Linked DNA regions of Mus musculus: all the other regions are linked to region 5. The links are chromatin contacts, called in public Hi-C, HiChIP or PLAC-seq and promoter capture Hi-C maps. All regions are on one chromosome and are shown on one strand. Each heading gives the region's core, a stretch centred on a gene start, on an enhancer-like site or on the middle of the called end of the contact. The rest is flanking DNA. Distances are from core to core; before and after follow the strand shown. Region 1 holds the start of 4930463O16Rik (RIKEN cDNA 4930463O16 gene). Region 2 holds the start of Nuak1 (NUAK family, SNF1-like kinase, 1). Region 3 overlaps Gm38560 (predicted gene, 38560). Region 4 holds the start of 1700028I16Rik (RIKEN cDNA 1700028I16 gene). Region 5 holds the start of Appl2 (adaptor protein, phosphotyrosine interaction, PH domain and leucine zipper containing 2). Region 6 has its middle 33 kb from the start of Eid3. Region 7 holds the start of E230014E18Rik (a long non-coding RNA gene).

The links. Promoter capture Hi-C pulls out the DNA fragments that hold promoters and counts their contacts. Hi-C and Micro-C count contacts between places; a contact is called where the count stands out from the background. HiChIP or PLAC-seq counts read pairs in DNA pulled down with a chosen protein or histone mark.
Region 1: an H3K4me3 HiChIP or PLAC-seq map of bone marrow-derived macrophages shows a contact between it and region 5, with 6 times the contacts expected there. The contact joins the promoter of 4930463O16Rik here to the promoter of Appl2 in region 5. A contact is called at or near these places in 6 of 39 promoter capture datasets (the 3T3-L1 cell line, the C10 cell line, hippocampal neurons and 2 more) and 1 of 115 datasets of contacts at active chromatin or transcription factors (bone marrow-derived macrophages).
Region 2: a contact with region 5 is called in an H3K27ac HiChIP or PLAC-seq map of cardiomyocytes, with 3 times the contacts expected there. The contact joins the promoter of Nuak1 here to the promoter of Appl2 in region 5. A contact is called at or near these places in 5 of 39 promoter capture datasets (the 3T3-L1 cell line, hippocampal neurons, liver and 1 more), 8 of 484 Hi-C or Micro-C datasets (the N1E-115 cell line, cardiomyocytes, cerebral cortex and 4 more), 19 of 115 datasets of contacts at active chromatin or transcription factors (the NIH/3T3 cell line, astrocytes, bone marrow-derived macrophages and 12 more) and 3 of 9 other capture datasets (adipose tissue, embryonic stem cells and macrophages).
Region 3: a contact with region 5 is called in a promoter capture Hi-C map of liver, with 2.1 times the contacts expected there. The contact joins the enhancer-like site here to the promoter of Appl2 in region 5. A contact is called at or near these places in 2 of 39 promoter capture datasets (liver and pre-B cells), 1 of 484 Hi-C or Micro-C datasets (embryonic stem cells), 5 of 115 datasets of contacts at active chromatin or transcription factors (extraembryonic endoderm stem cells, neural tube, pancreatic cancer cells and 2 more) and 2 of 9 other capture datasets (adipose tissue and liver).
Region 4: a contact with region 5 is called in a Hi-C map of bone marrow-derived macrophages, with 14 read pairs. The contact joins the promoter of 1700028I16Rik here to the promoter of Appl2 in region 5. A contact is called at or near these places in 6 of 39 promoter capture datasets (cranial neural crest, embryonic stem cells, hippocampal neurons and 2 more), 3 of 484 Hi-C or Micro-C datasets (the N1E-115 cell line, bone marrow-derived macrophages and cerebellum) and 2 of 115 datasets of contacts at active chromatin or transcription factors (pancreatic cancer cells and stem cell-derived neural progenitor cells).
Region 6: a Hi-C map of CD8 T cells shows a contact between it and region 5, with 4 times the contacts expected there. The contact joins the enhancer-like site here to the promoter of Appl2 in region 5. A contact is called at or near these places in 1 of 15 datasets of contacts at CTCF or cohesin (large pre-B cells), 5 of 484 Hi-C or Micro-C datasets (CD8 T cells, the N1E-115 cell line, cardiomyocytes and 2 more), 8 of 115 datasets of contacts at active chromatin or transcription factors (astrocytes, bone marrow-derived macrophages, differentiating embryonic stem cells and 5 more) and 1 of 9 other capture datasets (embryonic stem cells).
Region 7: an H3K27ac HiChIP or PLAC-seq map of cardiomyocytes shows a contact between it and region 5, with 9 times the contacts expected there. The contact joins the promoter of E230014E18Rik here to the promoter of Appl2 in region 5. A contact is called at or near these places in 8 of 39 promoter capture datasets (the 3T3-L1 cell line, hippocampal neurons, liver and 3 more) and 3 of 115 datasets of contacts at active chromatin or transcription factors (cardiomyocytes, embryonic stem cells and stem cell-derived neural progenitor cells).

Annotation. Positions count from the first base shown.
Region 1 is chr10:84,486,585-84,490,196 of GRCm38.p6, forward strand. 4930463O16Rik (RIKEN cDNA 4930463O16 gene) reads left to right here and starts at 1,709. Exons shown (of 4, transcript NR_108059.1): 1 at 1,709-2,597.
Region 2 is chr10:84,439,192-84,442,948 of GRCm38.p6, forward strand. It overlaps Nuak1 (NUAK family, SNF1-like kinase, 1), which reads right to left and starts at 1,477. Exons shown (of 7, transcript NM_001004363.2): 1 at 924-1,477. The coding sequence starts at 1,166.
Region 3 is chr10:82,846,886-82,850,352 of GRCm38.p6, forward strand. The region is part of intron 3 of Gm38560 (predicted gene, 38560); the gene reads right to left. It also overlaps a transcript of Txnrd1 not described here. Among named protein-coding and RNA genes, the nearest start is that of Gm38560, 10 kb to the right of the region's middle. Within about 2 kb of position 1,401, at least 20 of the 459 cell types and tissues checked have an H3K27ac peak or open chromatin away from gene starts, as enhancers often do. A contact at or near this core is called in liver, where this site is marked.
Region 4 is chr10:82,810,590-82,814,079 of GRCm38.p6, forward strand. It overlaps 1700028I16Rik (RIKEN cDNA 1700028I16 gene), which reads left to right and starts at 1,534. Exons shown (of 3, transcript NR_038042.1): 1 at 1,534-1,770.
Region 5 is chr10:83,646,083-83,649,945 of GRCm38.p6, forward strand. Appl2 (adaptor protein, phosphotyrosine interaction, PH domain and leucine zipper containing 2) reads right to left here and starts at 2,582. Exons shown (of 21, transcript NM_145220.2): 1 at 2,446-2,582. The coding sequence starts at 2,499.
Region 6 is chr10:82,897,753-82,901,744 of GRCm38.p6, forward strand. No RefSeq gene overlaps it. Among named protein-coding and RNA genes, the nearest start is that of Eid3, 33 kb to the left of the region's middle. Within about 2 kb of position 2,134, at least 138 of the 459 cell types and tissues checked have an H3K27ac peak or open chromatin away from gene starts, as enhancers often do. A contact at or near this core is called in CD8 T cells, astrocytes, bone marrow-derived macrophages and 3 more, where this site is marked.
Region 7 is chr10:84,516,222-84,519,659 of GRCm38.p6, forward strand. It overlaps E230014E18Rik (a long non-coding RNA gene), which reads left to right and starts at 1,482. Exons shown (of 2, transcript XR_003948929.1): 1 at 1,482-1,868. Gm34405 (a long non-coding RNA gene) reads right to left here and starts at 1,441. Exons shown (of 4, transcript XR_380642.4): 1 at 95-1,441.

The sequences.
Region 1 (3,612 bases), core at 459-2,958, 840 kb after region 5:
GTGATATATGGATGTATCGTGATATACATTAATATGTATATACATATGGAATATGTGATATACATGAATATGCACATACATATTCCATATGTAATATGAGATATGCATATGTGATATACATGAAGAACAGACAACTCACTGGGCTGCGAGCTAGAAACACCAAGGTAGCTAAAGAGATCTGCAGAATGGCTGGGAGCCAAGCCTATGAGGAGAGACCAAACCATGAAGAACTGAGGAGACCTGACCCAATGAGTGGCCAAGAAGGCAAAAGACGGCCGAGGGCAGTAATTGCAGGAGACAGGTTGCCAACACTGGGAGAACTCCTGGGTCTGACCACAGGAGGAGTTTCAAAAAGTCACCAAGACTTCCAAGCTCTGACAGCTGGGGACCCACAAGGGCTAAGGCATGAGATTTGAAAACTAGCTTGTGAGTACATGAACCCTGGAGTTACAACATGAAGATCAGAAGGTTCCAACCCCCTTCCCTGCCCCACCCCCGTGTTTGGAGTTGTCATTTATAAAAAACAAAAAAATCTGCCCCGTGCCTCTGTGACTTTCCATTCAAATAAAGGAAAAAGGCTTTCCACCGATTAATAACGCCACGAGGGCTTCCTCTCCACAGCCTCTGTTATTAATGGAACTGCCCTCCTATAATACCCTGGAGGCTATTCTTCCTCTAGCTGATATCTGAATCCATTGTTTATGACAGACTTTCCTAGTCATTCTATGTTGGGGTCACTGTGGTGGTTCAAATAAGAACAGATCTAATAGGCTCCATATATTTGAATGCTTAGTCACCAGGGAGTGGAATTCTCTCAAAGGAGTAGAAGGATTAGAAGGTATGACCTGGTTTGAGGAAGTGTGGCACTTGGGGTGGGCTTTATGGTATCAAAAGCCCCCCCTTGCTCTCTGGCTCTCTTGCTCTCTCTCTCTCTCTCTCTCTCTCTCTCTCTCTCTCTCTCTCGCCTGATGCCTCTGGCCAGAGGATCATCAACAGTCCAATATGGAATTGGCTACTACCCTTCTCGTTCCCCTTCTCCTCTTTTTCCTAATCCTACTAATCCCACTTTGTCTTATAGACTTCTTGTCTCGATCCAAAAGATTTCTAACCAGACATTTAATCAGTTTTTATTCCAAAATTTCCAGCCCTTAGCTCTGATGTCAGAGGCCTGTGACATTTGGTTATATCCTGATGGGAAAGATCAAACTTGCCCCCAAGGAACTCGATGCCCCCAATCAGCAGGAAGCAGTCTAATGATAATATCACCTCCCTTTATGACCCCTGACTTTGTCAATAGTAAACAAAAAAGAGGGGAATGTTGGCTATTCACCCAGCCGGACTTCCTTGCCATAGACTCCCTTTGTAAACTTTAGAAACTGTATACTTTGTCAACTTTGTAAACCCTCAAGGCAGGTTTGAGGACCTCCAGCAACCAGGGCCCATCCCCCAGATTTCTCTAACGGCCCACCCTAACGGTCATATTCTAACAGCTGTAACTGTCATTCCCAGCGCTGAGGCAGGAGAATTTCCAAGCCCCTCCCCACAAGAAAAAAATACCACTTATTATTTAGTAAGAAACTCCACCAATCCCTGAGCTCCCCCAAGCTCAGGTCTTGAAATCCCACCAATCCTCACCCAGGAAAGCTCTGCCTTGGAAAGCTCCACCCCCTAAGAAATCCTATATAATCCCTGCTTGCTGTCTTCTCCAGGAAACATAGGTAACAACCTCATGTACATTTCTCCACGCCCTGTATTCTTCCCTCCCAGTAAATCTCTTTTATGATGTTTGCTGCCTGATGTGACTCTCTCATCAGAAGAAGCCAAGAAGCAATGAAGCAAAGAAGGGTAGATGGGAGCAGGCTGAGGCTCCGGAGCTCAGCTGGGGATACGTCCCCTGGGACCTGCAGTGTAGAAGAGGAGCCGCTAGGGGGAGCTGATAACAGTGTAGCACTCCAGTTGACCAACCATATCCTCCATAAGGGCTGCAAGCCCTCTGCTAAGGTTTCCTCTCAGAGTTGTGTGGTTCCTGGGCTCCCACGTCTCAGAATGTCCTTCCTTTGCGACATTGTCCCACCTCAGAGCTGTGTATGTTCCTGGGCTCCCAAGTCCCAGGATAACTTTCCACTGAGCAGAAACACCAACAGTTGTTATGCCCAGTGCTCGGGAACCCCAGAAGAATGCCAGGAAGTACAAGTCCGATGTTAAAGAGACTCAGAGCAAAGTCTTTCCCACTGTGCAGGTTAGGGATGTGATGCCCGCATCCAGGGGCTTGGAGTATATATACACGTGCATATTCATAGGCAGAGCTCCTCGAACTTTGGGGTTACGTGACTGGGGAGGTGATGAGGGAAAGCTATCCTTCAAACCCGATAACGTTTGTTCAGGGCAAAACCATGCAGCTGGGAGGGGGACCCTCCTGACCTGGGAAGTAACTTTATGGAGCTATCAGGAGCTAGTGTATTTTTACATACTGGTTGCAGCTGTCTGGGAACACTTAATTGCCCTTCCTTCATGGTCCAAGCATGGGCCTTTTATCATTTCAAGGATGTTTGGTCCTTGTTCCCTTCAAGGGCAGGAGCCTTCTGCACCTGAGAAAGGTTGGTTATCAAGGAGAGTGACACAGAAGCAAGGGTTTGTTGTTTTTTTGTTCGTCTCTCTCCCCCCTCCCCGCCGCCCAGAGTAGGGGTGGGAGTCGTTAGGGGGAAGGGAGTGCCACCATGAAAAGGGGAATTGCAATATTCCTGCGCCAGGCTGGGCCTTCTCTGTTTGCCCTCTCCAAAAGAACTGGGGCATCTATGCTGAGAAAGGGGAGGAAGGGGGCTCTAACTGCACCAGTGGCCGGAAAGTGCAGAGGCAGGTTTCCTGCGTTTCTTCACAACTAAAAACATGTTCCTCTATGAAGTTTCCCTCTTTAATAAAACTTGCTGGGGCTTCTTGGAGCCCCTTTTCTCAGCTGGACTTCAACCTCATTGCTATGGTTTGAATGTGCCCACCTCCAAAATTGGGCTTTAGGAGCTAGGGTGCCAAGGTGACATGACCATAAGGTTTGTGCCCCTTACAGATGGAATTGGTGTCATAAACTCCTTCTTGCCCCTTTGCCTTTCCCGCCTTCTGTCATGTGAATCAAGCATCCTCCCAGAGAAGATGCAGCATTCAAGATGCCATTTTGGAATCAGAATCATAAAACCTTCCAGAACACTGACTTTGGACTCCCAAGTCTCTAGAACAGTAAACCAAATAGTTATTATTATTAATCTATTTTGAGGTAGGGGCAGCGAGCACCACCTCACTGAACAAATATGTGGTGGAGAGATGGGGAAAATAGACAACTGGAGAGTAGGGTTGGCGGGCTGGTGTGCAGCAGTCTGGAGCTTGTATACACGCAGACTCAGCCACTGAACGTGCTCCCTGGCTGTGGGTTCTCTCTAGCTCTGGGCAACAACGGAGGCCTGAGATAAGGAAAGCTTTACTTTCTGGATTAGACCTTCTCAAAGGATCACCGTGCTCCATGATGCTACCGGAGGCCACATCGGTGTCTGTGGACCATGCTGCTGCCCAGGCTGCAAGGCCTAAGATCTATGTGGACCTATGTGATTTGTGCCAACTGACACC
Region 2 (3,757 bases), core at 227-2,726, 790 kb after region 5:
ATGTGCATTTCTGCCATACACCACACAAACTCTTTCTGCAAGAGTCAGTCACTTTGAACCCAACTCTAGCCACAACCAGTGTGGATTTCAAGGGCCTGTTCTGCAGAGGGGGAACCGACAACAATCCAAAACTGGGACAATACTGAGCCCCCGAGGCACCTGGCAGAGCTTCAGCTGTATCGGGTGCGGCCGGCCAGACCCCTTGAACAATTTAAGTAGTCCTGAAGCCAGGACCTGGTAAGGCAAGCGAGCCTGCTGCAAATCAACTCTGGGACTGAATGGCCACCCCTGCCAGGGACATGTCATGCTTGCCAGAGGCGGGAATGCAAGCTGTCAAGAAACCTCAGACATTCAGTAGAAGCTTTTAGGTTTGATAGACAGGAGGAGTCTGTCTTTTGCAGCAAGAGCAGCATCAGGGTAAGCAAGCATCCCAGTGGAAAGGAGAAGTGGGACTGCAGGTAGATGGGAAAGAAGCGGGGGTCCTGAGCAACTACAGGACACCACACTTTCGAGCCCAGCTTCATGGCTGATAATGTAGGTCTTTTTGGAGTTTGTACAAATAAGGAACTCCCGGACAAGGTCTGAAGGTGTGTCTTTGGGGAAGACCCCATGTTCTCAAAGCTGCAAAATGTGAATCCTAAACACTACTTTGCTAGCTGGGGTAAAAAATAAAAAAATAAAAAAGGTGGGGTGAGAGAAGCCCCCAAAATATGTGCAGACAAGATGTAACAAGTGTTTTCGGAGATATACACCTGAGTCACGGGGTGCTGAAAGGAAAGTGAGGAGTCTGACTGGGGGCTTCTGCTGAAACCTTTCTAGAGAAGGGAGCCCCGGTGGCGTGGTGCCCCCAGACCGTCTCCCCGCCCCCATCTTGGGCCACCAGGGAACCAGCTCGAACCCCTCCAGGAATTTCCCTTACTCACCACTCGGCCTGAAAACCTCTCGGTGGCTCTCTTGACTTTGCCGTAGGTACCTTTGCCCAGGGTCTCTTGCAGCTCATAGCGATGCTTCAAGTTGTGTTTGTGGTGATGTCGCTTCACCCCGTGCGGCTTCCTGGGCTCCACTGGGGCTGCAGTCGCCCCGGCCACCGCCTCCAGCGGAGAGCCCGGCAAGCCGGTCTCTACAGCAGGGCCATCCCCTGCCGCGGACACTGCCGCCCCTTCCATGACCAAGCGCAGGGCGAGCCGAGTTGGAGAGGGCAGGTCCCGGCACAGGGGCTCGGGGTGGTCCCCACCGAGGGAAACCGGGGTGCGTTCAAGGTCGCCCCCGCAGCAGCATTGCTGAGACGACCCGACCTGGCTCTGGCTGCCGCTGGGGCACTAGCGGCGGCGGCGGCGGCGACTGCACATCTGGCGTCCCGGGCGCGCACGCTCGGCGCACCGCCCCCTGGCCAGCCGCGGCAATCTGCGGAGCGTCCGGCGAGGTGGCAGCGATGTCAGGGGAGGCGGTGGTGTTGGCGAGAAGGAGGGGAGAGGGTGGCTCCGCGCGCTGGAGAGGAGTGTTATGTGGGGCGCCGCGCCCCCCGCCCCCGCGCCGGGAGGACGCGCAGACGGGGCGGGGCGAGAGGGGAACGCGGGGCGGGCGCCCGGGTGTCCCCACCTCCGCGCCGGGCCACCGAGCAGGGAGGGGGCGGGGTGCGTGTCGTTGTTCACTCTTTGTGCGGCGCGGCGCAGGCCGGGGCGGCGGCCCGGCTGCTTTGTCCTCGCCGGGTGGGGACGCAAGGTCCCGGGTGGGTCGAGGTGGAGGGGTTGGGGATCGTCAGTGCTCTTGTCCCCTCCCCGAGCGTCCCGCACTCACCCTCCGGAACTACTGCGGGCCGTCCGCAGCTAGCTTGGGCCGATCGGCCTCGGATAAAGGTCGCAGGTCCCCGAGGCCGCAGAGGCGACAACGCACAGAGCCAGGCTCACGCTCTGTGGCCCGGGGCTGTAGCCTCCTGGGCCACCCTTCTTCATGTTTGTTATGGTGTGGCGGAGGCCGCCAGGCTCGCTGGAGCAGGGGGAGGCTGGGTTGAAAGGAGGCCCAGCGGTGTTGGGTTACCGGCGGTGAGTCACAGTCCCCTCCAGCCGCCGAGGCCCTGCAGGCCCCCAGCTCCGGCACGGTCAGGGCAGGGCCCTCCTGGAGCAACCGCGGAGCCTGGAAAGTCCCCGAGAGGGATGCTTCGGAACCCCGGCTCTCTCAGGGAGAAAGGCGGAGTCAGGAACGAAGGGAGGCTCGAAGGAGGAACCCGGCCCTTCTCCAGGGCTCCGATCTCCCGGTAAAGTTCGGGAGTCCAACAGGGACCAACACCTAAGAGGAGGGAAGTGGGGGCCTGGATGGAGCTGGGTCCCCTGAGCTGCCCAGCGCCATTGGAAAGACCCCTTTCCGACAAACCAAGGCTCTGAGATAAGCCTAGGCCTTGGCCTGCTGAGCAGTTCCTTGTCCAAGCCAGAGGCCACTTGCAGGCCTCTTGACCCCCTCAGGCGATGGGAATTTTCCTTTGACTAAAACGGCCAGATCTCACCCCACCAGGTGAAGGTCAGGCAGGAAGGCCTCCCAGCAAGGCTGCCCTGGTTCTCCTGAGATGAAGGGAGGAAAAATAAGACATGAAAAAATTAAAGGTATCTTGAGAAATTTTTTAAAGTAATTTCACATAAATTACATTGTTCCACACTAGGGTGGGAAGACCGACCAGGAAGAGCATCTGGTGTAGTCTCCAAGTACTGGCACTTCCTTCTGCAGCCCTCAGGTTCCTCCCGCCCTCCAAATTCCTTCTGACTTCACTCTTGTCTACTTCTCACCTTACACTGGACTCTAGCAACAGCCTGTCTTCTCGAGACGCCCCTCGCCCCCACCCCTGTTGTCAGAGTCATGGCCTGAAACACACCCATTGTCGGCCCTCACTCCTCCGCTCAGTTCTGGACTTGATAATGGTCTTATCTCCAAACTTTATTTACTTATCTTACTGATGCCTGAAACCCTCGGCCGGTCCCTGCCTACCTTAAAAGCACTCACATAAGACAAAAAAACGCAAAGACCATGCCCCAGTCTATTCGTTCCACTAGCCCTTTCAGGGACACCCTCTCCTTCCCCTCCCCCTCCCCATTCCCCATCCTGAAACTGTAGGCAGCTTTTAAATGGTCTGTAGACATCCCTGCATGTAGATTGAGAGACAAGTTGGTGGCCTGCAGGGAGAGCTCCCACCCCCACCGGATTGGTTGGATGACTTAATCTCTTAAGACTTTCATTTGTTCTTCAAATATGCATTAGTGGGTCTAATTGGTTTTAGTTTTTGGTTTGGATTTCAGGTAAATAGATTGTCTCTACATTAGTAATTAAAATGCCAAGTGTTCTGGTCCCTTCCCTCCCCCAGCATGTGGTAGGAAACTATTACCCCACTGCCCCCTTCAGGGTCATATCTGGCTATATAACTTGCCTCGGTTGAAAGATTCCATGCAGGTACCACAATCACTGTGTCTTCCACCTGGGAACTTAGTTACAGAGTAAAGTGCCTTGTCCCATGTCCTCATCTTGACAAGCAGTGCACAGTGGGCTCAGGCTGAGACTCCCTGTAAAGGGAACAAGAAAGTCCCCCAGGAAGATTGGACTGGAAAAGCAGCCTGGGCAAATATTCTTTTGATGTGTTCAGCCAGGAAGATGATAGATGTTTGATTTGGCGGATGACCTGTTCGGGCAGGGTCACTCTCAAGTGCAGGGTCTTCGTCCCTATGTGTTGGATGGAGAGAACCTACCGTATGCTGTTAACCATTTTACAACAGCA
Region 3 (3,467 bases), core at 151-2,650, 800 kb before region 5:
CCTAGGATTAAAGGCATGCACCACCACTGCCTAGCCTTATTTTAATGTTTCATAACTCTGTGCATGCATATATGTCTGTATGGGGTAAGCACATGTGAACACAGGTGCCTTGTCGAGGCCAGAGCCCTTGGAGCTCCCTGGCACTGGTGTTAATTAGGCTGTCATGAACCATCTAAAATGCATGCTGGGGAACAGATTTAGGCCCCTGCAGGAGCACCCAGCCATCTCCATCCCCAGGAGAAAACTCTAGTAGAAGACAGAATCACAGTCTGGGGTGAAAGAACACAGGAAAAATGAAGGGTGTGACTGAGATTGCACCCATGGAGTTTGGGCTTGGTGCCATTCACCCAGAGATGGATATGGTGAGACTTGTAAGCAACACAGTGACCTTATTATAGCTATGCTGTGGGTCTCCAAGGTAGATAATAGCCGGGTATGTGCATGCCTGATGCTGTGGGGTCCAATGAAGATAGTAGCCGGGCATGTACACGTCTGGATGAGCTGGGGGTGCGGGCTGGAGAAGGCTTAGTCTATGGTTAAGGTTCAAGCTTTGGGAAAGTCTGCCCAGTAGATCAGAACCCAGATCTTCACTGAATGCAGATCCTGAGAGCTGTCCTTCCTTTTAAGATTTTCTATAGTGCAACATACATGATCTGGTTATGGTTCAGTTTGGCCACGTATATCCTCCAACCCCAGACAAAAATGGCTTAAAGTAGTATAAGCATAGTTTCCTTTCCTGAAGTCAGTCTAGGCACCGGTAGCCTGGCACTGGAAATCCGATATCCTGTATCCCTCGGCGTTTGTCTTCCCACCTGTTTTCTAAGGTGGGTGCCCAACCTAGCCAGCACTGGGAAGAGGGGTGAACGAGAACACACCCCTTCCATGTAAGACTATCTCCTGGCAGTTACGCACAACAACTTGCCTAGACTTATTGGACAGACTGTCATCACTTAGCCATATACATCCAAAGGGAGGCTGAGAAATGAAGTCTTCACTTTAGGATGTTGTATGCGTGGTGTCCGGTTAGTGACGCCAGTAATGGCTCAGACCGGCTCATCTGAAAAGACAGCACAACAGTTCCCACATGGGTGGAGACATATATGCCTCCAATTTAAACCACAAGTATAAGGCAGGTGCAGAGGCCTGGGAACAAAGGCCACTGGAGCTCCAGTTAGAGACAGACTGACTGACTTGGGTGACACAGTGACACCGTGAGCCTCCTATCTCAAAAAATAGAAACCAAAAACAAAACAAAATTCAAAACAAAACACAAATGTGGACACTTTGCAGGGTTGCCTGTGTGTGAGCGTCTTTTGTCTTTTTGGAGAAGCCAGTGACTGCACACTGAACTGGAGCCCAGGACATTGTTTTTCTTTCCTGCTAAAGGTGAAATCCACTAATGATTAACTTTGAGCCCCATGGCGACCAGTAGCACATAGTCAGGTCTCCTCCTCTACAGCCACGGACTTAGAGTTCCTGAGAGTCTTAAAGATTGAATAAACATTTTCAGTCTGTAGATAAGTGACTTAAAAAGCCCTAGGTGGTCTCAACTGAGGAATACCGAATGGCTGAGAAGCACCTGAAAAAATGTTCAACATCCCTAATCATCAGGGAAATGCAAATCAAAACAACCCTGAGATTCCACCTCACACCAGTCAGAATGGCTAAGATCAAAAACTCAGGTGACAGCAGATGCTGGTGAGGATGTGGAGAAAGAGGAACACTCCTCCACTGCTGGTGGGATTGCAAACTTGTACAACCACTCTGGAAATCAGTCTGGCGGTTCCTCAGAAAATTGGACATAATACTACTGGAAGATCCAGCAATACCTCTCCTGGGCATATACCCAGAAGAAGTTCCAAATGGTAATAAGGACACATGCTCCACTATGTTCATAGCAGCCTTATTTATAATAGCCAGAAGCTGGAAAGGACCCAGATGTCCCTCAACAGAGGAATGGATACAGAAAATGTGGTACATTTAAACAATGGAGTACTACTCAGCTATTAAAAACAATGGATTTATGAAATTCTTGGACAAATGGATGTATCTGGAGGATATCATCCTTAGTGAGTTAACCCAATCACAAAAGAAGTCATTAGATATGCACTCACTGATAATTGGATATTAGCCCAGAAACATAGAACACCCAAGATACAATTTGCAAAACACAAGAAAATCAAGAAGAGGAAAGACCAATGGGTGGATACTTCATTCCTCCTTAGAATAGGGAACAAAATAGCCATGAAAGGAGTTACAGAGACAAAGTTTGGAGCTAAGACAAAAGGATAGACTATCCAGAGACTACCTCACCTGGGGATCCATCCCATAATCAGCCACCAAGCCCAGACACTATTGCATATGCCAGGAAGATTTTGCTGAAGGGACCCTGTTATAGCTGTCTCTTATGAGGCTATGCCAGTGCCTGACAAATACAGAAGTGGATGCTCACAGTCATCTATAAGATGGAACACAGGGCCCCCAATGGAGAAGCTAGAGAAAGTACCCAAGGAGCTGAAGGGGTCTGCAACCCTATAGGTGGAACAACAATATGAACTAACCAGTACCCCAGAGCTCTTGACTCTAGCTGCATATGTAGCAGAGGATGGCCTAGTTGGCCATCACTGGGAAGAGAGGCCCCTCGGTCTTGCAAACTTTATATGCCCCAGTACAGGGGAATGCCAGGGCCAAGAATCGAGAGTGAGTGGGTAGGGGAGCAGGGTGGAGGGAGGGTATAGGGAACTTTCGGGATAGCATTTGAAATGTATATAAAGAAAATATCTAATAAAAAATAAATTAATTAAGTAAAAAAAAAAAAAAAACCCGAGGTGGGAATATCTGTGGCTCTTGTCTGCTGTTAGTGGAGAGGTTTGGTGCTGTGGAATTGTGTGCATGCCCAGCATGAGCTCTCCCACTAAGCTACAGCCCAGAAAACCGATCTTAATGTATTCCATGCGTTAGATCCGTCTCACGTAAAAGCAGGGCCTAGCAGGCAGGTCCAGCCGCGAGCGGCCCATATGAAACCCCAAGCTTTTAAAGTAACTTGGTTCTTTAGCATGAGCTTTCTAGATGACCACATCAGGTTGCCGTCGAGTTACAAGGCTGGACTAGCAGATTATTAGCTACCATGGCAGGAAGATCCTGCTCCTTCTGCCCCCCCCCCCCCCTCAGCAGGTGACCATGGCAGTTTGGGCTTTTCAGGAGGAAGGATACTTCTTTGATCTAGACGACCTAAAAGCCGGCTACCATTACTAATTAGTACATGGCTGGCTGGCTGGGGTGAGCATGACTGATCTCCAGTTTTATAAGCTGAAACATCTGAGAGTTAACTGGAATGGAGCCCACACCCCCTGAGGCTCTTCAGGCCAGGGGGTTTCCACACTAAAAACTTTTCTCGCCCGGCTGGATGTTTCGGCTGGCGTGTGCCTCTTGGAATGGCAGTACTTGAGAGACTAGGGCAGGAGGAT
Region 4 (3,490 bases), core at 284-2,783, 840 kb before region 5:
CACTGTGGCAGGCATTTGGACAACATCAAAGACAAAAGCACAAAGGTGATATTTTGGTGAAGTTTATAGTCCCAGATCAAGGCGTGGGCATAGGAGTCAGAGGTCAGAGGGGAGACTAGAATGTTCTTAGTGGTCAACGCAAAAACACGACTGTCATCTCAAAGGGCACGAGACACTATGACTGACTATGACCAGAGACCGCAGCTAGCCTGGAATAACGTGGTCCAGTGCAAAAGCTGCTATGTGAATTTTTGTAGTCTCATGGTTATGATTAGATAATCATAAATCAAGACCTTACTAGATACGTAGGTGGGTTTCAGCAATGCAAGGAAAACTCTTACAGGTTCGAGATGCTATCTGCCCATGTGTTCAGGCACACATGTGTAACCCCACACACACATACATACACACACAGGGGAAGGAAGAATAAAATCAAGAGTAAACATAGCAGTGCATGCCTATCTGTATATATATATATGTATACATATATATATATATGTGTGTGTGTGTGTGTGTGTGTGTGTGTGTGTGTGTGTATGTCATATAGCACACACGGGGCAAAAAACAGAGGCTCCTTAATTTAAGGTCAGCCTGGGCACTACATAAACTCTGTCTCAATAAATAAAACCTTAAAAAAAAAGGCAGCTTATTTTTCAAAAGCAGCATGGCAGGATGGCAAATTACCCCACTACCCATTGCCAGATAAGGCTGTGGGAGCAGAGTGGTCCCAAGTTCTTTAGAACCAAACTAAAGAACTAAAGCAAAACTCGGTTACCAAACAGTTTAGCAAGTTTCCAGGTGAGCCCTGGTTAGACACAAGACCCTACCTCAAAAACCACAAACATATTAGTAAAAAGCATCCAGAGGCACGGCTCAGTATAAAGGTGCTTGCCATCAAACCTCAGGAGATGAGTTTTAGTTTGATCCCCAGGACCCACATGATGGAAGGAGAAAACTGATCCCTGAGTTTTCTGTTTTGTTTTTACAAGACAGGGTTTCTCTCTGTAGACCAGGCTGGCTTGAATTTACAGAGACCCACCTGCCTCTGCCTCCCTCTAGTACTGGGATTAAAGGCCTGGATGTGCCACTACCGGCTGGCTTGAGTTGTCCTCTGACCTCCATATGACCTCGACATTAACCATGACACCTGTGGGCTACCTACACATTTTTAAAAAGTCAAAGAAAACAAACAAGTGTATGAGATCCACGGAAAAGCAAGCTGCTCCCAACCCCCATCCTCTCCCACACCCATCCCCATCCTCGCCCACTCCCATCCTCATCCTCACCCCCCCCACCCCCACCCCACCCTCACTCCCATCTCCATCCCAATACTCTCCTCCTCTCCCTCTTCAGGCTAGCTCTGTTGGCGCGGCCCATCGCTTATCTCTTCCCTGGCCGGCAGGGGGCGCGCGCCCTCCGCTCGCCATCCTCCTCCTCCTCCCGCGCGCGTGGACCGCCCCCCACCCCCCTCGCGTGCCGGGCTGCTCGAGAGCAAGGAGGAGGGGGACCGGAGGCGCGGAGGGCAGGAGCGGCGAGGGTGTGTCAGGTACGGCCGAGCAGCGCCTGTCCACGCTGCCCCGGCAGCGCGCTCCTCCTTGCTCTCGAGCAGCCCGGCACTGCCCTCCCGGAGCTTCCGAGGAGTCGGCTGCTGGGCCGGAGCGGAGAGGGGCACAGGTCGCCAACGGGCCGCCCTGCCTCAGCCGCAGGTTCTCAAGGGCGTTGGTGGCTCCACAAGCTCGCCCGCCCGACCTCTCGCCGCCCCAGACCCGTGTAAGCATCTCCCGCGATGGTTTCAAGTAACCCCCATTTTACAGGTGAAGAAACCGACGCTCCAAGAAGTTAGGAAACTTGCTCACTCAGAAATCTGCCTGCCTCTGCCTCCCGAGTGCTGGGATTAAAGGCGTGCGCCACCACGCCTGGCTGTTTTTTGGGGGTTTAAAAAGATACTTTATAAACAGGTAGAAATATAAGCCAAGTTACTCCCCAAGTTACCCAGGCCAGAGTGGCAGAGCTGGGACCCAAGCCGATGCCATTGGGCTGTAGGTCTCTGGCTGTGATCATTGGTTACACGGCCTCCCCCACATCCTTTATAGGTCCCAAAGGGAAATAAAACACTGAACCCTGGCTTCTGCCGAGATGGTGAGATAGGGGCTCGCCCCACGTGGGATGCATAGCTGATGAGGGAAGGTTGGTAGGGTGTCTGGCGCAGGGTCCTTCCCTGCATTCCAGGTCAGGGAGCCCCAGGGAAGGACAGGAAGGCAGAGGACCTAGAAGAGCGCTTATGATGGGGAAGGGGAGGTCTTCGGAGGGATAGGACAGTACCCGCGTGAAGGGTGGATAGCTCCTGTGGCCATCGCTTCAGTTTCTTCTCACTTATCACGAGGGAGTTGGAGATGTGTTCTAAATCGATTTCTGTGAGGCACCTACTCTTACTAGGTGGTTTTTTTTTTTTGTTTGTTTGTTTGCTTTTTGTTGTTTTTTAAGATTTATTTATTTTATGTATATGAGTACACTGTAGCTGTCTTCAGATACACCAGAAGAGGGCATCAGATCCCATTACAGATGGTTGTAAACCACTATGTAGTTACTGGGAATTGAACACAGAACCTCTGGAAAAGCAGTCAGTGCTCTTAACCACCGAGCCATCTCTCTAGCCCTCTTAACTAGTTTTTGTTTGTTTTTTTGGGGGGGGTATTTATTTATTTTGGTTTTTCGAGACAGGGTTTCTCTGTGTAGCTGTGGCTGTCCTGGAACTCACTCTGTAGACCAGGCTGGCCTCGAACTCAGAAATCTGCCTGCCTCTGCCTCCCGAGTGCCGGGATTAAAGGCGTATGACACCACGCCCGGCTGTTTTTTGGGTTTTTAAAAAAATACTTTATGCCGGGCGTGGTGGAAATATAAGGCAAGTTAACTCCCTGCCCTGGCTTTCATTGGCCTAGATACTACATCAGGCGGTCTCTGTTCCTACCTTGCCAGAATGACGGTGTCTATTGTGCCGTTTTACGGTTTTCATTTTTATTTATGTGTGTGCGCGTGCGTGCCTGCTTGTCTGTGTGCACCGTGTGCTTTCAGCTGCCCAAGGAAATAGGCATCCCATCCCCTGGCACTGGAGTTGCAGATGGTTGTGAGCACCTGGTATGGGTGCTGGGAACCAAACCCACATCTTCAGTAAGAACACTAAGTGTTCTTTGCCTTTGAGCTCTTTCTCTGACTCCTTTTTCTTCTTTCTGGGGACCTGAACTGGGGTTCTCACACCCACAAGGCAGGATCTTAACCAACGAGCTGAAACTTAAATTTGGGCCTGCTTTATGAAGCAGCACTTTGTTCCGGCCATTTTTCTATACTTTACATGCATATGGGCAGGAGACACGCTCCTTGTACGACACTTACAAAGGATGCTAGGATGTACCGATTCCCTGGAATGATGCTGGTGATCTGCTTTATCTAAATGCTGGAGCACACAGTGCTCTCTCATCTTAGTTCCAAGCAG
Region 5 (3,863 bases), core at 1,332-3,831:
TCACATAAAATACTAGAAATGGTTTCCATTGTATCCAGTTCTACGCCCCTGGATCTCCAGGGAGGAAAGTTGCAGCCCAGCATGTGCTGTGTAAAGAACAGTATCCGCCATGCTCTGCGGGCTCTGAGGGGCTCCTAAAGCTATCTTCTACCACCCCACCCACCCCAGCCCCGAAGCAGTCACACTGATGGGTGAGGACTCGTCTCAACAGCAATGACAACTTTCCTACAGGTGGCTCTGTGGCTTGTAAAAGCACTTGTCACCCAGGTCTGAGGACCTGAAATCAATCCCTGGAACCTGCATGGTGTAATTAAGAGAATTGACTTCCACAAACTGTCCTCTGACCTCCACATCCGCACGCCCACATCCGCACACATCTGTATCAGAGTCAGGAAATGTCACAGAAGAGGAGATGAGAGAATGAGGCAGAGTATTGTGAAATACTGTTACTGGACCAGTGACTTCCACTCGTGGACTCACAGCAATTCGGTCACGTAAATGAGGTAATGCCAGTCAGCATTGCAGCCTGGGATGGAGGCCCCAGAGCCCTACCCTTAGTGAGAAGCTACAGGCTGTTGGTGGCTCCTGGGAAGGGATGGCCAGTTTGCTTTGGGGGTGTGGCTGTTGGGAGGTTGCCCTGGCTCCACTGGATGGCCCCACACCCATGCATAGGAAGAGAGCACTAATTAGATTGTGTGTTATTGAGGGGGGAAGAGGACAGGAAAATGGGTGGGGAACATGTTTTGGGGTGTCTGGAAAGAGAAGATGGGGAGGTGATCTGATATTAATACGCTGTATAAGTATAGGAAATTATTGAAGAATAAAAAGTACTTAAAAATATTCCTTACGAGAAAGGCAACAAGACAATTGTCTGAATTAAGTAAGGGCTTTACCACTTTGCAGGGACGCCAACTGTCTAAGAATAAACCTTTACTGTGGACAAAAATATTTTTTAAAATTAAAAAGAATGTCAGGTAGGAGTAACAATGACTCTAAACATCTTCCGCCCCCCCCCCCACACACACAAGCTCAAAATTGTAAACCATACAGACGAGATATAATTTTAGACTATTCCGCCGATTTCAAGACCATCTGCCCCATGTTCCTTGTTTTCTGTGGAGTTTCTGCAGATGAGAACACCGGACAATTAGAAGCAGAACTGCAGCCCAGGTCTCAGACTCATTTATGCCATTCAGAAATGGTGCGCACCCATTAGAGGCCTCAAAACTCCAGACTGTGCGATGTCTGTGTGCCTGGCTCTGCCACCATCACGACTGGTTAGGGAAACGGTCTGTCTTTGACCTTCCGTGTCACCAAGTACAAAGCAAATGGAAAGCCCTATTCACAACCACGGTGGTTATGATTTCCACACGCTTATGTTCAGATCCTAACGACAGGGGAGGAAGGCTGAAATGCTTTCCAACAAAGGCTGGGGTCCAAAGCAAACACCTGACATCCAGAGCTGTATAAGGAAGCCTGCGAAGAATTAGCACAATACATGCCAGTCTGTTTAAAAAGTTGAATCAGTTAAAAAACAAAACAAACAAACAAACAAACAAAACAGGCTGAGCATAACAACACATCTGTAATCCCAGCACCCAAGATGTAAGTTCAAGGCTAGCGTGGTCTACAGGGCAAGTTTTCAGTCCAGTTATGGCTACATAGTAAGACCTTGTATCAAAACAAAACACAACAAAAAACAAAATCCCAAGTAATGGGAATACTAATTATCACAGCTTGCTTACATATCCTTGCTCCTCTACATGGGGACAATCATTCAGAACTGAGCCTAAGACAGGCACACACCGATAGCCCTTTTGATTTATTCTGCAAGGGAGAGATGGGGGAAATGTAGGTAAACTCATCAAACTTCCATCTGGGAGGTACAAGTTACTTTGGGAGCCAAGGAAGAAACCCGAAAGAAGAGGAGAGACTGTGAAGAACAGCTTGAGCCTTTCTAGTTTTTTCAGGACCGGAGATACTAGAGGATGAAGGTATTTATTTAAATAAGCTAGGGATGCCATACCAGGAAAGGGAATAGAAGATCCCTGGGGAAAGTCCTGTGACTTCTGAACTACTGTCACTATGCACTATCTCAAGCTCAAAGGGCTTGATTCACATCTCCACTATATTAATGAAGCCCCATCACCACCACCCTGTGGCACAAATGGGGCAAATGTTGGAATTTTCTCTTCCCTGGGTCGACTTGGCGATGGATCCAGGTTTTCTGTGCTTCCTATTCCGGCCCCTGCATTCATTAGGTCTCGTGGACTCGTTAGTACCAGCAGCGTCTGTGTGGATAGTGCTGTCGCCTTCTTCTGCACGAGACACTGCTTGAAAACCTTGTTACCCTGCTAGGGAGCTACTACTGTGGGACAACGACTGCCCGACCTCCCCGAGCGCCGGTGGGGCACCGCGGCTCCCTCCCAGCCTTCCCGGGGGTACCTGGGGGCTGTCCTGCAGCGCCTCCTCCAGCAGGAGCTTGTCCACGGCGGGCATGGCGCGGCGGCGAGGGAGCGCGGGATGCGAGGAGGGGACACTCGGCGCTCGGGGACTTGAGACTTAGCTCGGAGCCCGCGCCTGCCCACTCTCCGCGGCCCGCCCCTCAGCCCGGCCCCCCGCTGCCGGGATCAACAGGAAGTGTGGCAGGCGCCGGACATGTAGACAGTCCGGGACAGGACACCGGAAGTGTGGCGACCACGCTTCCGTCCGATCCCGGGGCTTCGGGCCCCTCCGGCCAGCGCAGCAGCACCGGGAGGTTCCGGCTGGAGGCTGCCCTCCCCGGTGCTCGAGGCTGCCCTCCCCCGTGCTCATGGCGCATCTCCGGGTGGGACGATAGGCTTTTATCTTCTTGCGGTTCTGCAGATTGCTCTCTCTGTGTGGGAGGAGATAAGAGTGAACAGATTTTGCAGTTGTTCTCTGGCCTCTTTTTGGGGTGTGTGGGGGGGGGGGCGGGGGTAGGGAGTCAGGCTGTCATCTAACTCGCTGTGTAACTGAGGATGATTCTAAATTTCTGATCCTCTTGCCTCCACTTTCAGAGCGTGATGGGATAACAGACTTCGACTACCAAACTGGAGTTTTGTGCAGTGCTGGGGATCAAACCCAGGGCTTCCTTCAAGTTAGGCAAACCCTCTACCAAAGTAGCCACACCCCCAGCCTTGGCGTCTTCTTATTTTATTTTTTAATTTGGGTTAGAAGATGGGCTTGGGTAGAGCAGGAGAGATGGTGTAAAGGACATTGCAGAAGATGTGAGTTTGCTTCTCAGCACCTGGTAGGAGGCTGTGGCATGCACCTTATTTCCCGTAGGGACATGCATGGGCACACTCATGTGCACGTATCTCCCATAGGAAATGCACACACCATTTAAAAATACAACAAGACAAATTATATTTAGTGTGTGAAGTTCAGAAGACAAACTGTGAAAGACTTTTCTCCTTCCAACCATGGGGATTCTGGATATTAAACTCAGGTCTCAGGCTTGGAGATAAGTGCCCTTAACTATTGAACCATCTTACCAGCCTCTGGCCTCTTTTTTTTTTTTTTAAATACCAGGACAGGCCCACACTCAAACAGTTCAGAGCACAGACATTACGTGTGTGTGTGTGTGTGTGTGTGTGTGCGTGCGTGCGTGTGTGTGTGTGTGTGTGTGTGTGTGTGTGTGTGTTTTCCGTGATATTCAGATCACTGCTAAATGATTTGGGGCCATATAATTAGGTCTCATCTTCCTGGTTTTTTAAGGTTTTTCGTTATGGAGAATTTCATAATGAAATTTTCGGGGTTAGAAAGGATAGATTATGTAGTTCTGTGATGTCATTTAAAAGTGAGAAGAAGGGACACTGGAGAATGAGATACTTTACTCAGGA
Region 6 (3,992 bases), core at 884-3,383, 750 kb before region 5:
CACCGCACAGGGCTGAGTCAGGCTTTGTATTGAAGGCTGAAGTCTTGTCGTCTCATACCTCTGGCGCCATGCGATTGCCCGGGCAGCATCAGCTGAGGGTATCCGTACAGGCTGGCGGTTCTTCAGTTCTGACTGGTCCTTCAACCCTGGTCTTCCGGGAAGCAAAGCCATCCACACCGTGAAGTCACCTTCTGGGTGTCCCAGCAACGTGTGCATGGAGAGCTGGTGCGTCTCGCTCCAGGTGGCCGTGAGGGTGTGCGGTCTTCCTGTCCACCCACCTAATATTTCCCCAGACCCTGGAAATGTAATCTCTGTGATTTCAGCCGCGCCTACCACAGTGTTGACGTCACAGACTCTTTGCTTGCGTGTACGAGCCGAGCCGCAGTAGCACCAGTCATTAAGCAGAAGCCCCACCCTGTCTTCCCAAAATGCATTTGCTTTTTACCCTGAGCAGCTGCAGGCTACCATCAGTAACAGCCCCGCCAGTGCTCCTAAAGCCAGGCACAGGGCTGGACACACACAGCTGGCTTATCCTCACAGTGCCCTGACAGCCCCCTGACAGGAGGTGGGAGTCACTTTTTTCAGGATTTTAGCCAGTTTTTCAGGATTTTAGCCAGTTTTTGGATACCAGGTTGGAGGCCAGAATCGAGCCTTTGGCACCAAAACTCAGCCTCAGTTCCCTTGTTACACCTTGACAGGCAGGTGTAACTTTAATTTTTTTTAATCTTTATTTGTTTATTTATTTATTTATTTATTTATTTATTTTTTCAAGACAAGGTTTCTCTGTGTAGCCATGGCTGTCCTGGAACCCACTTTGTAGGCAAGGCAGGCCTCGAACTCAGAAATCCGTCTGCCTCTGCCTCCCGAGTGCTGGGATTAAAGGCGTGAGCCACCACCGCCCGGCTCTTCATCTTTATTTTTAATGATGGTTCTTAAACATTATAACCTCCCTTTTAGCCTATCACCCACTAGAGGTAGTGGGAAAGAAAGGATAGGGGCGAAGTGGACCTGTTTAGAAAGGTTCTGTGTTGTCTGGAAGTCAGCAGGCAGCGACAGCTCATCCACTCGGAAACACTTCCCAGACAACACCAGCAGTCCAGACAAATCAGTATCAAAGTCAGGAGAGCAAACACAAATCAGCATTGGTGGTACGACCTAGCAGAAACAGCCAGGCCTCAGCCTTAGCACAAGTTAGCAGGAGGGACCAGGAAGGACCCCAGAAGACTCTGAGATCCACTAGCCCTCTCTGTAAGCAAGCCTAGCTCCGCCTCCTAGCTCCTCCTGTCCTCGGAGTCCTATTTATACTCCCTCCTCCTGTCCACGGAGTCCTATTTATACTCCCTCCAAACAAACATCACATGCCCTCCTCGGATCTTACTTCAGCATTCGTGTCTGTCTCAGCTGATATCCCTCTGCCAATCAGCCTGATTCCTCGGAAGCAGCAAAAAAACTGCAGCACACCACCAGAACTTTTTTGGTGTGTTCCTCTCTATAGGCTCCTGACAAATGCAGCTCAACTATGCCATGTAAGGCAGACCAACACATGTGCGTCATTAGCAAAGAACCCTTCATCATTTGTCTTTTCACGTGCTTTAGCAGAACATCCTCTCCTGTGTCTGCGTCAGCTAAATGTTGTCTGCCTTAGCCATTCACACCTGTGTCCACTTCATGTGTTTGCCCCAGCAAAACACCATCCAACCGACTTTCCAGAGAACCCTTCCGTTTCCACTTCATCTTTGAGTGGCAGTGCTGTGAAGGGGGTGGGGGGAGCAGCCTGGAGGACAGGAGCACTGATACACATACAGGGAGTGCTCACTATTGCCTGGGCTGAGGGTCACACTTCCGCCTCACCCCAATCCCTGCCCTGGGTGTCTTAGTTTGGGTTTCATTGCTGTGAAGAGACACCATGACCAATTCAATTCTTATAAAGGAAAACATTGAATTGGGGCTGGCTTCTGGTTTCAGAAGTTCAATCCCTTATCATGGGGAGCATGGCAGTGTTCTGGCAAGCATGGTGCTGGAGGAGCTCAGGGTTCTGCATCTTGATCCAAAGGCAGCAGAAGGAGACTGACTGGTTGTAGCTTGCACATACATAGGAAATCTCAAAACCTGCCCGCACAGTGACACACTTCCGCCAAACAAGGCCACGCCCACTTCAGCAAGGCCACACCTCCGAATAGTGCCACTCCCCATGAGCCTATTGGGGGTCATTTTCATTCAAACCACCACACTGGGGAATTGCTGGTTAGTGTTTCTTGTCAAGTGGACACAAACTAGAGTCACGTGGGGAGCGAGAGGACCACTGAGGAACTGCCCTGTTCAGACTGGTCTGTGGGTTTGTCAGTGGGGCAGTGCCCAGACAAATGATTGATGTCGGATGGCCCGGCCCACTGTGGGAGGTGCCATCCCTGGGCTGGCAGCTCTTGTGTAAGGAAGTCAGTAAACAGCGTTCCTTATGGCGCAGGTTCTCAACCTTCCTAAGGCTGCAACCCTGTAACATAGTTAGTTCCTCATGTTATGGTGACCTCCAACCACAGAGAGCCATCGCTCTACAGTCTCTGCTTCAGTTCCTGTCTGTAGGTCCCTGTGCTGACGTCACTCGGTAACCGATTGTTACCTGCGAGTGTAAGTTGAAGTAAGCCTTTCCTCCCCGTTAGTTTTAGTCAGCATTTTATCACAGCAACAAAAGAGCAAACTAGGGCAGTAAGTGACAGGCAGCCAGCTAGCTTTGGGCACATTGTGTTTCCACCTCATTCCTGACCTAGACCACCTGGGGCTGAACCCCAGCTCTGCCTCCCGGTGGACAGCCACTGATGGAGACTCTGCTTAGTGTCACTGTTCCCTCAGGTCCCTCATCTGTAAAATGTGAGCTCATACTTTGCAAGCTGGCAGACAGATCCACCTTTTGTTCAGTAATGAGCCGGAAGCTGAAAGACTGAAGTGTTGTACCAGGGCCCCACTCTTACCCTCTCCACCCGGCTTTTCAAAGGTGCTTGAATTCGCCAATGCTCCCTGCCAACCAACTCTCATGGAGGAATTTTACACTTTCTTGGGACTGAGAAAGCACGCTGTGACATACCGTAGATTGTAATGCTCCCTCCCCTTGTTTCCATGGCAACTGCCCCTTTCCGACTTTCCCTGCATCTCTTGCTGATTTATATTGCCTGTATCAATTCTTCCAACATCCCTTCAGACTATTCTGATCAAATTGCATAACAACCCAATACGTGTTACTGTGTGCCTACTCCTTTGATCTTCAGAGGGTCCGGTAGGAGTGGGGGCTCAGCAGGGTCTGCCAGTGAGGAGAGAAAGTGGGTATCAGGGGGTTCTCAGTCACCCATGAGCATTGTTTTGTTTTTTGTTTTTCGAGACAGGGTTTCTCTGTGTAGTCCTGGCTGTCCTGGAACTCACTTTGTAGACCAGGCTGGCCTCAAAATCAGAAATCTGCCTGCCTTCGCCTCCCGAGTGCTGGGATTAAAGGTGTGCGCCACTACGCCAGGCTATCCATGAGCATTGTTAATGTTGCTAAGATAGCGGCAGCTGGGTCATCCCAACCACTAAGTACCACGAACAAAAGCCCAGCATTTGCCAAAATGCTTATTTAAAAAAAAAATGCTTCTGAAGGTGAAGGCACAAACCTGAGTAAAGAAGCACAATGACCCGCTCTTTCACTGCCTACACCGAAGGCTCTCAGCCTGGAGCCAGTTGGATCTGGTTCCCAGACAGCTGAAGATAGGGTGCTGAAAGATGGCAGTTCAGAAATACAAACGTGCTGGAGAGTGAAGACTTCCGAGTAGGCCTGAGGGGCTATGGAGAGAAGCACTGCGCAAGAGAACCTGGAGGCGCTCCATCACACGCTGGAGCTCCACAGGCACAGGGGACCCCTGCGCCTGAGATGGTCTGCCCCCTGCTGTCTGCCCTAGGAACAGCAGGCTAGCTCCTACCAGACTACCAGCGAGTTTTATAAGGACAGACATTTGAATGAACAGGGA
Region 7 (3,438 bases), core at 232-2,731, 870 kb after region 5:
GGAGCTCAGAAAAGGGGCAAGTTACCCAGAGCAGCACAGCCTGTCAGACCAGCACCCTCATCCAGTGTCCTCCATCCTGACCTTATAATTCTACCTCGGAACTCCTCTCCCCATGAGAGCCAATTAAGAAAATGAGAGGTTGGAACTTTCTAAATATCGGTGTTTCTAAGACTGACTCCATGCGAGCACATGGCCTAAGACAGGGGAAGCTGCACCCAGTGTGCAACCATCACTTTCCACAGAACATGACCAAGTACCCCAGCACAGGTGGCTCTGCCCTCACCACAGGCCCATTGCCCAATCGGCCTTGCTCAGGGTGTCAGGAACCAACACGCTCGCCTGGCACAGCCTAGAGGAAGTGCCACACCTTTTGCAGCAGCTCTGATCCTTCACTTGCTGCCCGGCGCTTCCAATCGTTACTTAGGCTGGCACGGGGCCAAGACAAGTAACCAGGGAGGAGGAACAAGGCCCTGTCTTGTCTCCTGAACCAGTTGGTCTGAGCAGTTTGGGTGAACAACTTCCTCTCTCTGAGGCTGTCTCCCCATCTGGGGAAAAAAAAAAGACGAAGGTTTAATTTGAGCCCCTTTAATCTTTACTATGCAAGGCCTGTTTGTTGCATGGTCTGTCCCTATCAGAATTATTCACGTTGATTGATCGTGATTACAGGCCCACAGGGACTGGTGGTGAGTCGGTTATCATGGGCTTTCTGATTTACACTATCGTATGTCTGATGCGTGAGTTTTCTCCCTGTGTTTCTTCTCCTTACAAAAAGTGACCATAGGGCCAACTGTCTTGATATGCTCCTTTGATCCCAGGACCAGTCTGAGGCAGGAGAATACTGTTAGTTCAAGACCAGCCTGAGGCTGCATAGTAAGATCCTGCAACACCACACACACACACACACACACACACACACACACAATCACACACACACACAATCACACACCCTTTAACTGGGAAATTTCCCTCACATACAAAAAGGGTCATGGAGTTAATTAAGGGCTGGAGAGATGGCTCGGCTGCTCGGCTGTTAGGAACACTTGCTGCTCTTGCAGAGGACCCAGGTTCCATTGCCAGCACCTATGTTGGACAGGTCACAACTATCCACAGCTCCAATTCCAGGGAATCTGACACCTTATTCGGACCTCTGAAGGCCTGGACATGTGTCAGATGCACACAGACACACACACACACGTAGAGCTCCAAGTAAGCTCAGCCTGCTTTCTTATAGAGCTCTAAGTAAATACAAGTGTTCTTTGCTTAGCACAGCACAGTTAGACACTGATGTACTCACTAACTGAAAAATACATAGGTGAATAGAGTTTTGCTTTCAGTCTTCCATTTTTATAGCACATCATTGGGAGGGGGGGACTTGGTTCACCACTTACTATGACCAGGAAATGTTCTGAACAAAGTACTTAGCCTCCTTGGAGCCTTCACCTATCAAGAAACGGGGCAGGGTGGGGCAGGGTGGGTTGCTAAACATAGTGCCTCCCTGTGTGGCTGTCATAAAGCCTTTAGAAGAATGACTGTGCATACTCAGTACTCAGGAAGTGTTAGTTACTTGGTACGCCTCCTAGAACCAAGCATGGTAACTTCTCTGCAGATACAGAGATGAAAGACCCAAACACGGAGGGTGCCATCCAGCAAGAAAGCAGTCATGCAAGCCATTGTAGCACAGAGGGAAGAGGCTTTCCGACCAGCAGCCTGGAGGGTGGGGTCCTGGGTGGAGCATTCAAGTCGGCTTAGGGTTCAGGTTCAGAGATGGAGCAGTCTGATTAGGAAAGGAGGAAGATGCTGGAGATGTCATAACAGAGGAAAACAGCCTCATGAGATCCCCAGGAGCTGATGGCAGGAGCCAGCCAGAGGTAGGCATGGAAGATATAGTGGGAAGGGGACACAGACAGACAGACAGACACTTGGGAAAGGCTGTGCTTGTGATCTATGGGGGAGTCCCCAAAGACAAGCCAGAGACAGGAAGGGCAGTGAGGCACAAACACCTGTCTTCATTTCTTCCGGCCATTTCCTGTTTCCCCACTGGACCAGGATTACAGTGAAGGCAGGACTCCATCTGTCTTGCTGTCTGTCTCCTTCATGTGCAGCAGAGTGGTGTTCCGCAGTATCATGAGCCATGAACCAGGCTGCTGGTGATTAGCCTCCGATCCCCAGTTATGGGGGTAAAGAGGAGGCTGGGAAGAGAGGGTGGTGGTGTGTTAAGGCTTTATCCCCCGTGATGTGGAAAGGGAGAGTGTCCTAGTTAGGGTGAGCATTGCTATGATAAAACACCACGGTCAAAAAGCAAATGGGAAGAAAAGGATTTATTTCAATCACAGTTCTGTATCAACTGTACATCGTCAAAAGCAGTGAGGGCAGGAACTCAGACAGGGCAGGAACCTGGAGGCAGGAGCTGATGCAGGGGCCGTGGAGGGGTCCTGCTTACTGGCTTGCTCTGTATGGCTTGCTCAGCCTGCTTTCTTTTCTTTTTTTCTTCCTTTCTTTCTTTTCTTTTTCTTTTTCTTTTTCTTTTTCTTTTTTGAGACAGGGTTTCTCTGTGTAGTCTTGGCTGGGCAGTGGTGGCGCATGCCTTTAATCCCAGCACTTGGGAGGCAGAGGCAGGTGGATTTCTGAGTTCGAGGCCAGCCTGGTCTACAGAGTGAGTTCCAGGTCAACCTGCTTTCTTATAGAACCCAGGGCTACCAGGCCAGGAATGGTACCACCTGCCATGGACCACCCCATTTGGGTATGGGGTCCCTGGAATGAGGGTCCTCAAAGCTAGGTGGGTAAGAGTTTGGCAGTGACAAACAGAAACATAGAGGCAGTTTGAATCTGAGTGTATTTTGCAGCTCCCAAGCAGGGGATTTTATATATTAAAAAACCAAACATTACATCTCTTAGAAACTATATCCAATGAAACAATCACAGATACCAAAAAAAAATCATTTGGCACAGTAAAGCACAAAAGTTATCCAAGCATTACAACTCTGAAACTATGTATTTAGTGAACCACAAACAAAACAGGTAACATCATTATAAATCATCAAAATATAACAATTCTAAAAGGATGTATTCAGTGGGCGCTGTCATCCAAGGCTTGTGGCATATTTCCAGGAGCAGGTTAATAAATCTTTAACGGTCAGTGCCCTTAACCACTGAACTAACTTTCCAGCCCCATGGTCAATTATTATTTAATATCCAGTGCCTGATTTTTTTATAAATCTTCAATGTATAAATTTAAACTATTGTAATTCTTTCTAATTAAGGCTTTCTTTACCATATACCAAAATCCATCTCTGATGACACACATGTATCCATATGAGATTTTATTGTTGGGAAAGTTTTTATCTATCATAATAGCTTTGTAAATGATTTAGAAAGTAAAGCGTTGGTTTCCCTGGGGATAAGGTCATGTTAGTGACCCCCATCTCTAGGGATGGTTTC